Linked DNA regions of Mus musculus: all the other regions are linked to region 2. The links are chromatin contacts, called in public capture Hi-C and promoter capture Hi-C maps. All regions are on one chromosome and are shown on one strand. Each heading gives the region's core, a stretch centred on a gene start, on an enhancer-like site or on the middle of the called end of the contact. The rest is flanking DNA. Distances are from core to core; before and after follow the strand shown. Region 1 holds the start of Rhpn2 (rhophilin, Rho GTPase binding protein 2). Region 2 holds the start of Pepd (peptidase D). Region 3 holds the start of Lrp3 (low density lipoprotein receptor-related protein 3).

What was found. Promoter capture Hi-C pulls out the DNA fragments that hold promoters and counts their contacts. Capture Hi-C pulls out chosen DNA fragments and counts their contacts.
Region 1: a capture Hi-C map of macrophages shows a contact between it and region 2, with 5 times the contacts expected there. The contact joins the promoter of Rhpn2 here to the promoter of Pepd in region 2. A contact is called at or near these places in 1 of 39 promoter capture datasets (pre-B cells), 2 of 484 Hi-C or Micro-C datasets (CD4 T cells and regulatory T cells), 1 of 115 datasets of contacts at active chromatin or transcription factors (pancreatic cancer cells) and 3 of 9 other capture datasets (adipose tissue, liver and macrophages).
Region 3: a contact with region 2 is called in a promoter capture Hi-C map of the HPC-7 cell line. The contact joins the promoter of Lrp3 here to the promoter of Pepd in region 2. A contact is called at or near these places in 7 of 39 promoter capture datasets (the C10 cell line, the HPC-7 cell line, HPC-7-derived erythroid cells and 4 more), 1 of 115 datasets of contacts at active chromatin or transcription factors (embryonic stem cells) and 3 of 9 other capture datasets (adipose tissue, liver and pancreatic islet).

Annotation. Positions count from the first base shown.
Region 1 is chr7:35,332,370-35,335,713 of GRCm38.p6, forward strand. Rhpn2 (rhophilin, Rho GTPase binding protein 2) reads left to right here and starts at 1,868. Exons shown (of 15, transcript NM_027897.4): 1 at 1,868-2,042. The coding sequence starts at 1,974.
Region 2 is chr7:34,910,972-34,913,846 of GRCm38.p6, forward strand. Pepd (peptidase D) reads left to right here and starts at 1,436. Exons shown (of 15, transcript NM_008820.2): 1 at 1,436-1,483. The coding sequence starts at 1,467.
Region 3 is chr7:35,214,002-35,217,310 of GRCm38.p6, forward strand. It overlaps Lrp3 (low density lipoprotein receptor-related protein 3), which reads right to left and starts at 1,344. Exons shown (of 8, transcript NM_001024707.2): 1 at 855-1,344. The coding sequence starts at 927. Gm24505 (a small nucleolar RNA gene) reads left to right here and starts at 3,234; the gene lies at 3,234-3,309.

The sequences.
Region 1 (3,344 bases), core at 618-3,117, 420 kb after region 2:
CACACACACACACACACACACACACACACACAAAACCCGTTCTTTCTCCAAGTTCCTTTTGGTCAGGATCTTTATCAGAGCAGTGTAAAGCAAACTAAGACACCAGGCTAGCCTCAAACTCAACAGTAGTGCTCTTTCAGCCTCTGGAAAGGCATGGAGATCACAGTGTGTGAACCATCACGTCCCGTCCGTTGGCAGGACCTTTCTTAGACTGAAGTAGCCCTTTTCTCATGACCTGGTGAATTTATTTATATATTTATTTATTTTTTAACTTTTTAACGTATGTTAAGCTGTTGCTTTTGTTTATTTTCAAGAACTTATTTTAAACCTCTCGAACCGTCTAAATATATATTTATTTACTTTCGATGTTTTTACATTTATTTATTTTGTGTGTTTGCTGGGGGGTTGGAGGGGGAATGCATGTGCCATGGCGCACGTGTGAGGTCAGAGAACCTGTGGAAGTTCTTTTTTGCACCTTCTACCCTATGGGTTCCAGGGAATGGAACTCAGGTTGTCAGGCTGAGCGGCAAGCACTTTTATCCTCTGAGCCACCTCTGCAGCCATACTAACACCATTTTTGTTGTTTGTTTTTGTTTTTCGAGACAAGGATTCTCTGTGTAGCCTTGGCTCTGAGACCCGCTTGTCTCTGCCTCCTGAGTCCTGAAATTAAACGCCCCTGGCCCCTAAAACACTTCTTAAAGAGCATGAAAACGGTTGGTTAGTTTTGAAAGCCGAATCTGAGGTTTACACTGCGACCCACAGACCTCCAAAGGCAGAAGACAAAGGTGTTTTTTGGTGGTGGTGGCGGCGGTGAGGAAGGAGTCTACAGGCTGGGGGCTCTAGGCTCCTGCAGATGTAGCCCGATGTGCTACCAATATCCGACGCCAGTTTACCTACTCTCCAGTAGGAGGTTCCGCGAACCCCGAGCCTAAGGAACCCCCTGCTACTCCTGTACTAACCACATCGATACCTATAACACGAGACCAGCCAGAGAAAAAATCACTTGGGCTTGAGAACTGAGAAAACCGAGTTTGGGAACTCTGGCATCCTTAAAGACACCTGCAGAATTCCTGTGCACAAAGCCTGCTCAGTAGGTGGCCCCCTCTCCCGACGACTTCTGCTACCCAAGCGCTCGGAGGCCTCCTCTCCTGCAAACAGCTTTCCGTCCTTCCTGGCCAGAGCCTTTAAAAGCTTCCGAGCAGCGAATGAACTGGTCATGAATGTCCGCGTCCCTGAGTGGGAAAGCAAACGTATTTAGTTCTCTGCATTTACTATTCCTAGGGCTCCAGAGAAAGGGCGAATTTGGGTTTCGCTACGTTTGCTGAAACCCCGATCCCGCTGGCTGCGCCACCTTAACGCTCACAAGGTAGTGAGCTGTGAACAACACTCAGATTAAGATCGAAGGCTCAGCAAGAGCTCCATTCTAGACTCGCGGCAGACAGCACTTAACACTTGCATGGGGCAGGGGCGCGGTCTATACAATCAAGGGCAGGGCTTCAGGGCTCTGGCTTCAGCCTCGGGCGGGGCTGGAGGAGGACCGTGCGTGTTGTGGGCGGGGCCTTAGTTGAGCGGGGCGAGGCTACAGAGTTAGGTATCCGCCTCCGGTAGGACTGGATGGTGGAGGGGCGGGGCCTAGGCGAGATGGGGCGTGGCTCCAGAGATCAGGGGTGGGGCTCACTCTGGGATGCAGGAGGACTGCAAATGCGGGGGGCGGAACTGTAGGGCTTGGGATTCGCCTCTTGGGAGGCTGAAGGCGGGGCCTAGGTGGCAGAACTGAGTTCCAGGCTCGGGATCTGCCTAGGTCCAGGTCTTGCTAAGAGGGGCGGAGCTCCAGATATCTGGCGCTCTAGGGCTCGGGCGGGGCGGCAGGGCGGCTGGCTGGTCGGGGCGGGAGCGGGGGCGGGTCCCGGCGCCTCCTGGGGCCCTTAGTAGCCACTGCACCTCAGTTCACCCTGGACTCCCGCGCTGCCAGCATGACCGATACGCTGCTACCCGCGGCTCCCCAGCCGCTGGAGAAAGAGGGTGACGACTACTTTCGAAAGGTGAGTGGCGAGTCAACAGACCCTCTCTCTCTGTCCTGGCAAACTGCGGAGCGTGCTGAAGGGGCTTGAGGCGGGGGTCGGCTTGGACTGGAGGGGGAGGGGAAGGAGAAGGGAGAGACCCGCAGAGTTGGTGCGGGCCGAAGGGCGGAGAAGGGGGGTCGAAAGGGGATTGATTGCGCGGGGCTTGGAGCCCCGAGCAGATGGCAGCCGGGCTGGGGCGTGCAGGTGCACAGGCAAGCCACACGCAGGTGGGAACCTGGGGAGGTGATCCGGATGGCCCTGCCAGGCTTCTCGCGCTGGTGGGGAAAGGACCAGCTCCTGGCCACGCTGGCGAGCTCGGTCGGTCCCTCTGCACTTATACCGCAGCTCAGTTTCCACCCGAGCGCTTAGCCATGGTGCATCTGGAGGGCGAGTTTTGCTCTTTTGCCTCCCAAGTGCTTTCAGCGTTGGCCCCCTTCGACTTCTTGGTAAGGGAGAGTGGATGCTGCAAGGGGACCTCGGGCGTGCCCCTTCGTTTGTCCTCGCCCAAGAGAGCCAGAGAACCGGAGTCTCACTCTTCCAAAGTGGATTTATCTGTATTTGGTTGTCCGAGAGACCGAGAGGGCGAGACTGGACTCTGCGCGCTTGGCACGTCTTGGCGCTCCTGGGCAATTAATGCGACTGCCTTTCGCCCTGGAACTCAGTTCCTCAAAAGCGACCCCATTAGGCGCCCACAGCGGTGCTGGGATTGCCCAACAGCTGCTGGCTTTCAAAGGCACTTTAGAGGTGCGAATCACTGTGACAGACTCCTCACCTTCCTCTTGGGTCCCTAGAGAGTCTAAAAATAGCTTTTGGACTTTGGCCAAGGATCACCTGGTGGGTTGAGAGATTGTCGTGGATATTTTTCTAACTGATACGATCGAAGGCGCAGCGAGCAGTCATGAATAGGGAAGTGAAACTGCTTCCCACAGAGCAATCAATTCTTAATTGTTCGTAAATGGGCTTGGCAGCTTCCTTCTCCCGCGGGACTCTGGCATCTTAAAGAACTTTTGCTCACACGTGAAGTAGTAATAGAAAAGAGGGAAATCTGGAGACAGGTGGGGACAGTGGGCAATTTTTAAAGTTCCTTTTGGCATTTAAAAAAGTTTTAAAGTATATTTAAGTTGAAAGATGTCATCATGGAATTACAGGATTATAACTTCTAATTATGTGTGGCATTTGGGCCAGAGGATCACAGGCCAGAATTGCAGGAGGTTGCTTGGCCTGGGAATCTCAAGATGTCCAACCTAAGGCCCTAGGGCCTGGCTGCCACCCCCACAAAAT
Region 2 (2,875 bases), core at 186-2,685:
GGCCCACTGTGCAGATGGGCCTGGGTGGGCAGGAGCCGTGGGTAGTGCTTCCCGGTTAACACTACAGAAAGAGTGCTCCGTTCAATGGCTGGGTGTTCTCTGCCTCTCTTCTGTAAATATTTAGGATAATTACTTCTTTTACACATTAATAAGCATTAAGCTGGCAGTTGGTTTAATTTTGACATATTTTATGTCAAAAGAAGTGGGGCTGTGATTAGCTGGGGGCAGGCTTTCCTACTACAAACCTGCTCCTCCTCTGCTATTTTTAAAAAGGCGTCCCTTATTAGGGAGTCGAGACTCTTTAGCTGAAGATGGAGCTAATGCACTCTGTGTGTGTGTGTGTGTCCAAGTTCTCAAGAGTCTGTGTGAGGTCAGGCATGTTGCTTACCCTTCTGGACCTTAGTCTCCTCCTCTGTAAGATGGTGCTAAGACAGCACCTGCCTTCCTCATGGGGCTTTTGTGAGACCACTGTGAGCAGTGGTGCTAACATCTGCAAAGCACTTGAACCAGTGTCTTTAAGTGCTGAGAGTAAGGAGGGCAGTGCCTGCCTTCTGATGCTCATTTCTCTGTAGGACTCTCCTCTATCACCAGGGCTCAGCTCTGCTATTCCCCACCTCATCCTCCCCTCCCCTGCTCTGCCCCTGCCCCTGCTTCTCTTTCTTCAGCTCCTCCATCTTGCACTTGAGGAGGTTTGGACTAGAGCCTATTAGATTTAACTCTCCAACTTATATACAAGACCCTGAAGGCCTTGCTTATCTCTCAGCCAGAGACTTTCTCCCCAGACTCCCTTTCCTGAATGCTGGAGGCTTCTATTACTCCAGTTGTCCCAGCTCTCCATCATCTTTGGCCCTCCTCCCCATGGTTTCTTTTTTCTTTTTTCTTTACCATATGAATAAATATTTATTTATTTATTTTTTAAAATTAAAAAATTTTTATTAGATATTTTCTTCATTTACATTTCAAATGCTATCCCAAGAGTCCTCTATGCGCCCCCCCCCCCCGCTCCCCTACCAACCCACTCCCACTTCTTGGCCCTGGCGTTCTCCTGTACTGGGGCATATAAAGTTTGCAAGACCAAGGGGCCTCTATTCCCAATGATACAGAAGTGGATCCCCATGGTTTCTTTATTCTTGTATGTTCTTCTCGCGGGTGGGCGGCAACATACACACAAGGTCAGGGGCTAACCTAGAATCAATTGATCTCCTGTCTCAGGACACTTCTTCCCAAGAGGGAAAGCCTTCTGGGTTGCTGCTCAAGTTCCTTCTAGTTTCTTGTGGGAATCTGAGATGCTTAATCAGCTGCAGGACTCCTCCACTTAAGGGTGTGAAGTCCGGAGCTGGAGTGGGAGGGACTGAAGCCACCACGCCCATTAAAAATCCCGCCCTGGCCCCGCCCCGTCCTCCTCAGAGGAACCCTAGCTGGTTCAGCTGACGCTGCACTCCACGTGACGCTAGCGCCGAGTGAACATGGCGTCCACTGTGCGGTGAGTGCTGAGCTTGTCCCTTGCCCTGCCTGCGGCCCGCGTAGAGGTGGCCTGCCTCGGTATTCCTAGCTGAACAGTGGGTGACAGCCTCCGAGCTCTGACTGGAGTTGCTCTGTGGCCGCGGGCTGCGGGCTGCGCGCTTCTTCTCTGGGGCACCGGAACCGAGAGCCGGGCTGGGCGAGTGGTACCTGCAGAGCCCCTGCATGCTTGCGGCTGCCCACTGGCCCTCGTGGGGCGGGGGAGGGTGGCTTCCCTGGAGTCCCGAGTGTGGCAGCCTCACCGTAAGTGGCCGAAGTGGGAGCTTCACAAATCTGTTCACTGCCACGCCCCTCCGATGAGGTGGCCAGCCTGGTCTGGGCGCCAGGTTCCCAGGCGCTTCCTCAAAAGTGAGGGAAAGTGTGAGTAGTATTTGGAGTGGCCGTGGAATATCCGTTAATCAGGCCAGCACTTTCCTGATTCTTTCCTGGCCCAAACGTCAGCTCCTCTGAGACACCTTCCCTTAATTATCTGATCAATTCTATACTGCCTGACTTTCTGTATGTCAGTTGTCTCCTCACTAGCTCCGATGCAGGCTCCATGCAGGCCTCAGTAGCCCAGTGTATTGCTCCGCTTAGACTTGCCATAATTCTGTATGATTAAAGGGTCAGTGGTTCGGCTGGGAGGAAGTTTGGACAGATGGGCTCTATTCAGTGTCACGGAAGGACAGCTGATCAAAGGTTAAGAGATAAAGACTGAGAGAGTAGGGTACATCCCTGAACTAGTAGGTTTGGTGCTAGTGACTTCTCCAGACTTTGTCCTGGGGGAGCAAGAAGGATTGTCATCTGGAATCTGCTTTTTAAGAATTTTAGACAGGGTCTCACTATGTAGCGCATGCTGGCCTTGGGACTCAGATTCTTCCTGCTTTGCCCTTCAGAGTGCTGACAATCCAGGCACGATGGCACTACACCCTGCTTGAGATCTGTTATGTTTTGCTTTGCTTTGTTTGAAGACAGGGTTCCTCTGTGTAGCCCTGGCTGTCCTGGAAGTCACTCTGTAGATCAGGCTGGCCTCGAATTTGGAGATCCACCTGCCTCTGCCTCCCAAGTGCTGGGATTAAAGGGGTGTGTCACTACTACTTGGCTTTTTTTTTTTTTTTTAGGTATTTTCCTCATTTACCACTTGGCTTCTTAAAGAGTTCCCCCCCCCCAACCCCCACCCCCGATAGCATGAGCTGTGGTTTCAGCGGAAGAGGGTGTGGACCTGGTGGTAGGGGATGTTAGGAAGGGTAGGGGTAGAAGAGTGCAGTTCTCCACAGACTGAGTTCAGAACTGAGGCGAGTATGGTAAAAACTAGTGGAGCAAATGCATCTCTCCATATACAACGAGGGCAGTGGAAACAGTGCCATCTTAGTTA
Region 3 (3,309 bases), core at 94-2,593, 300 kb after region 2:
CCACTGCTTAGATTAGCTCACATAGCCTGTGCAGTAGTCCTCTCCTGGACACTCACCCTTCTCTATTCCTGGAGGCCAGATGAGAGTTACAGTTTAAAAAGAAAGAGCTGCCCCACACCCCTCACAACTTTGTCACTTCAGTGGTTTTAGGGAGCCTGTCACATTCCTAGGCCCTCAACAGTGATATCACTGGGTGTCCCCTAATGACCCAGCTCTTCTAAGGGCCTCCCTCCTTCATCAAGGTAAATAAAGAACCATGTGGGTTGGGGATTTAACTCCTTCCTTCCCCTCTCCTGCAATGGGCTCTGGGAAAGTGGACAGAAATTTTTCCTGGTCAGGGAAGGAGCCTTCTAACCTAGGTTCCAGTCCTGGCGGGTTCTTGGCCCTCCCCGGAACAGACTCAGACCCCCCCCCCCAACCCCCATCAGGGATGAACCGACCTATGACCATCTGGGTCTGGGAAGACACAATGGGAAAATGAGTTCTCACATCTGCCTCCCTCCCCCCCGCCACAAGCCCCCATGCTGAGTCCCCATCTTTTGGCTAGCTCCCAGGCCTGTCCAGGACTCCAGGCAGGAAAGGGTTCCTTCTTTAGGGAGCAGTAGTCCAGGCCTTTGTCCACAGCTCTGGAAGCCAGAGCACCACTCAGGCAGGCCGGGCTGGAAAGCATCAGGAAGACCCCAGCCTCTCCCAGGAACCCAAGGCCAGCGTTCTCGTCCCCCAGCTCCGGGCCTGGGGTTCTGCTGTGGTGGGAGGCTCCCTCCTCGGCAGCCCAAGGGTGCCTGGGCGCGGAAGCCATCGCAGTGCAGGCTCCAAGCCCTCCCATCCCGCCCGGCCCCTCGCGGCCCACTCACCCAGGCAGACGACTGCGAGCGGCGCCCTGGCGCCCGGCGCCCCCTCCGGCCCCGCGGCCGCGCGCTTCTCCATGCCGGGGCGGGCCGCGCGCGGACGCCTGCTGCCCTGCGGCCGGGGCTCCGCCTGGGGCTAGGGCTGGCGCGGCGGCTGCGGCCCGGGTGCGGGCGGCGGCTGCGGCGGCGTCTTTGTGCGGCGGCGGTGCAGGCCCGCAACGCGCGGGGCCACATCGGCCGCGGCGTCACGGGCCCCGCGGGGGCTCAGCGGCGGTCGCCAGGGAAGACCCTCGCCCGCCGCTGTCCCGGAGCCCCGGCCGGCGCGCCCAGCCCGGCCTGCGCACCGAGACCTCCGGCGCGCCCATGCCCCGGCGCGCCCTGCCCGTCGGTCCCCGGGCCGCCCGCGCTGCGCCGCACGGTGCCTACGAGGGTGCGTCGCTCGGTCCGTCCGTCCTCCCGGCCGGCCCCTCGCCTAAGCCCGGAGCCGGGAGGCCGCGCCGCGCTAGCCACGTGACGCGCCCGCCGAGCCGCAGTGGCGCTGACAGGGCGGGCGGAGGAGGCTGGGGCGGGCCGGGGGGCGCACGCCCCGCCTCGGGGTGCTGGACAGCTCCACGCACGCGGCTCCGACCGGAACCCGCTAGCTCTGAACCTTGGCTCAGCGATTAGGGCTGGCATTGCGCCTATGGTCCGGGGAAGCGCTCGCCTTCGCCCTTTGATCCCAAGATCTGGTCTCTTTCCCGAAGCCAGGCGACTGTGCTGGGGAAGAGAGGGAGACTGAGGTGGGATGGCGTGGAAAGGGCTGATGGGGGCCAAGACAATGAGTCGAGGCCCAAGGTTGGGACCTGACTTCTTCCTAATGCAATGCGTTCCTGGCTGATTTGCTTTGGGAATTCTCTCCTCCTGCTGGCCCTCTGTCCTTCTCATTTACCTCATCCTGTCTCTAAAGTGGCTCCCTTGTAAAAAGTGAGGCCTGTGTGGAGACATTGATGAGAACCCTGAGAGGACTTTGGACACCCAGTTGTGCCCCTGACCAGCTCAGTTACCCCCTCATCCTCTAGGGAACCGCGATGATGTATGCTTTTTAAGCGTGTGGTTGTAGTCTGGAGACAACCTGTCAACCAAGGGTTTGAATCCAGGAGAGGCAAAAACCAGAATGAACTTGGAAGAGGAATTGAGGAGTTGGGGTCAATTGAGGTCAGCTGTTCTTTAAAACTGATGCTAAATCAGAGGTCCCCAAATACCCCCGAGCAAGGAGGCTCCGCAAGCTGGGGTGAGCCTCACCTTCCACACACACACCCATGGTCTTTAGCTTTTGTGCGTGCCCTCACAAGCACTGCCACTCATTAAGATTATGAAGGCTGAGGGAAACAACGGTCCATTAGTGAAAGCTGTGGACACAGGAATTCGTTAACTTCATTTTCACTGTACAGGAACCAAAAGTGTTTCTTTGGGGGAACTCTGAGTCTTTCTGTGCTTTCTTGTTCTCCTTCTAAGCCTTTTGTGATTATGCCAGAGTAGATTTTCCCAGTAAGTATTAAAGGGTTTTTAAAATCGGGTAATGAGGGGGCGGCGGTTGGACAGGTAGCTTAGTGGTTAAAAGTTCTTGCTGATCTTCCAGGGGACCTGAGTTCGGTTCCTGCACCCACGTTGGTTTACACTTCCGATTCCAGGGTGTCTGACAGCCTTTTCGGGCCTCCTCGGGCACCAGGCACATGTATAGCTCACATAGACACATGCAAGCAAAATACTTGGTGGCACATGCAAGCATCACACATAACATTGCAATTGCAAATAGCCCATAATCCAGAAGAGGAATTTTTGAGTTTATGACCAGACCTGTACCACCATGACCCCAGAAAGAAAGGAAGAAAGAAACAAGCAGAATGGCATGGATTCTCTCTCTCTCTCTCTCTCTCTCTCTCTCTCTCTCTCTCTCTTTCTGTGTGTGTGTGTGTGTGCCAGCTACATATACATACACACACATATACACATGTGTGTATATGTATACATCTATATCCATATATAACACATGTATACACACATATATACATATACATACATATTATCTAAGCCAAGAATTCCATTTCTGGGTACATATTTGGAGTTTAAAGCAGGGGTTCCTATACACCATTCACCATTATTGATAAAACATTGAAGCAATCAAAGCATCCTTTGGCAGATTAATGAGCAGCTGTGATGTGGCACACTGGCCTGGGCAATGGAATATACTCAGTCTAGGAAGATGGACATTCTGATGTATGATGACACGTGGATGAATCCTGAGAGCATTACCCAGGTAAAACAAGCCAATCACAGAAGACAGGTGTCATATGATTCCATTCAAATGAGGTGCCTAGAATAGTCAGCATCACACAGACTAACCTGCCTGCCCCTAGCAGGTGTGGCTGCTGTGTCCCCATGTGCATCAGTAGGCGTCAGAGAGGAGAGAGGCTATGTCTAC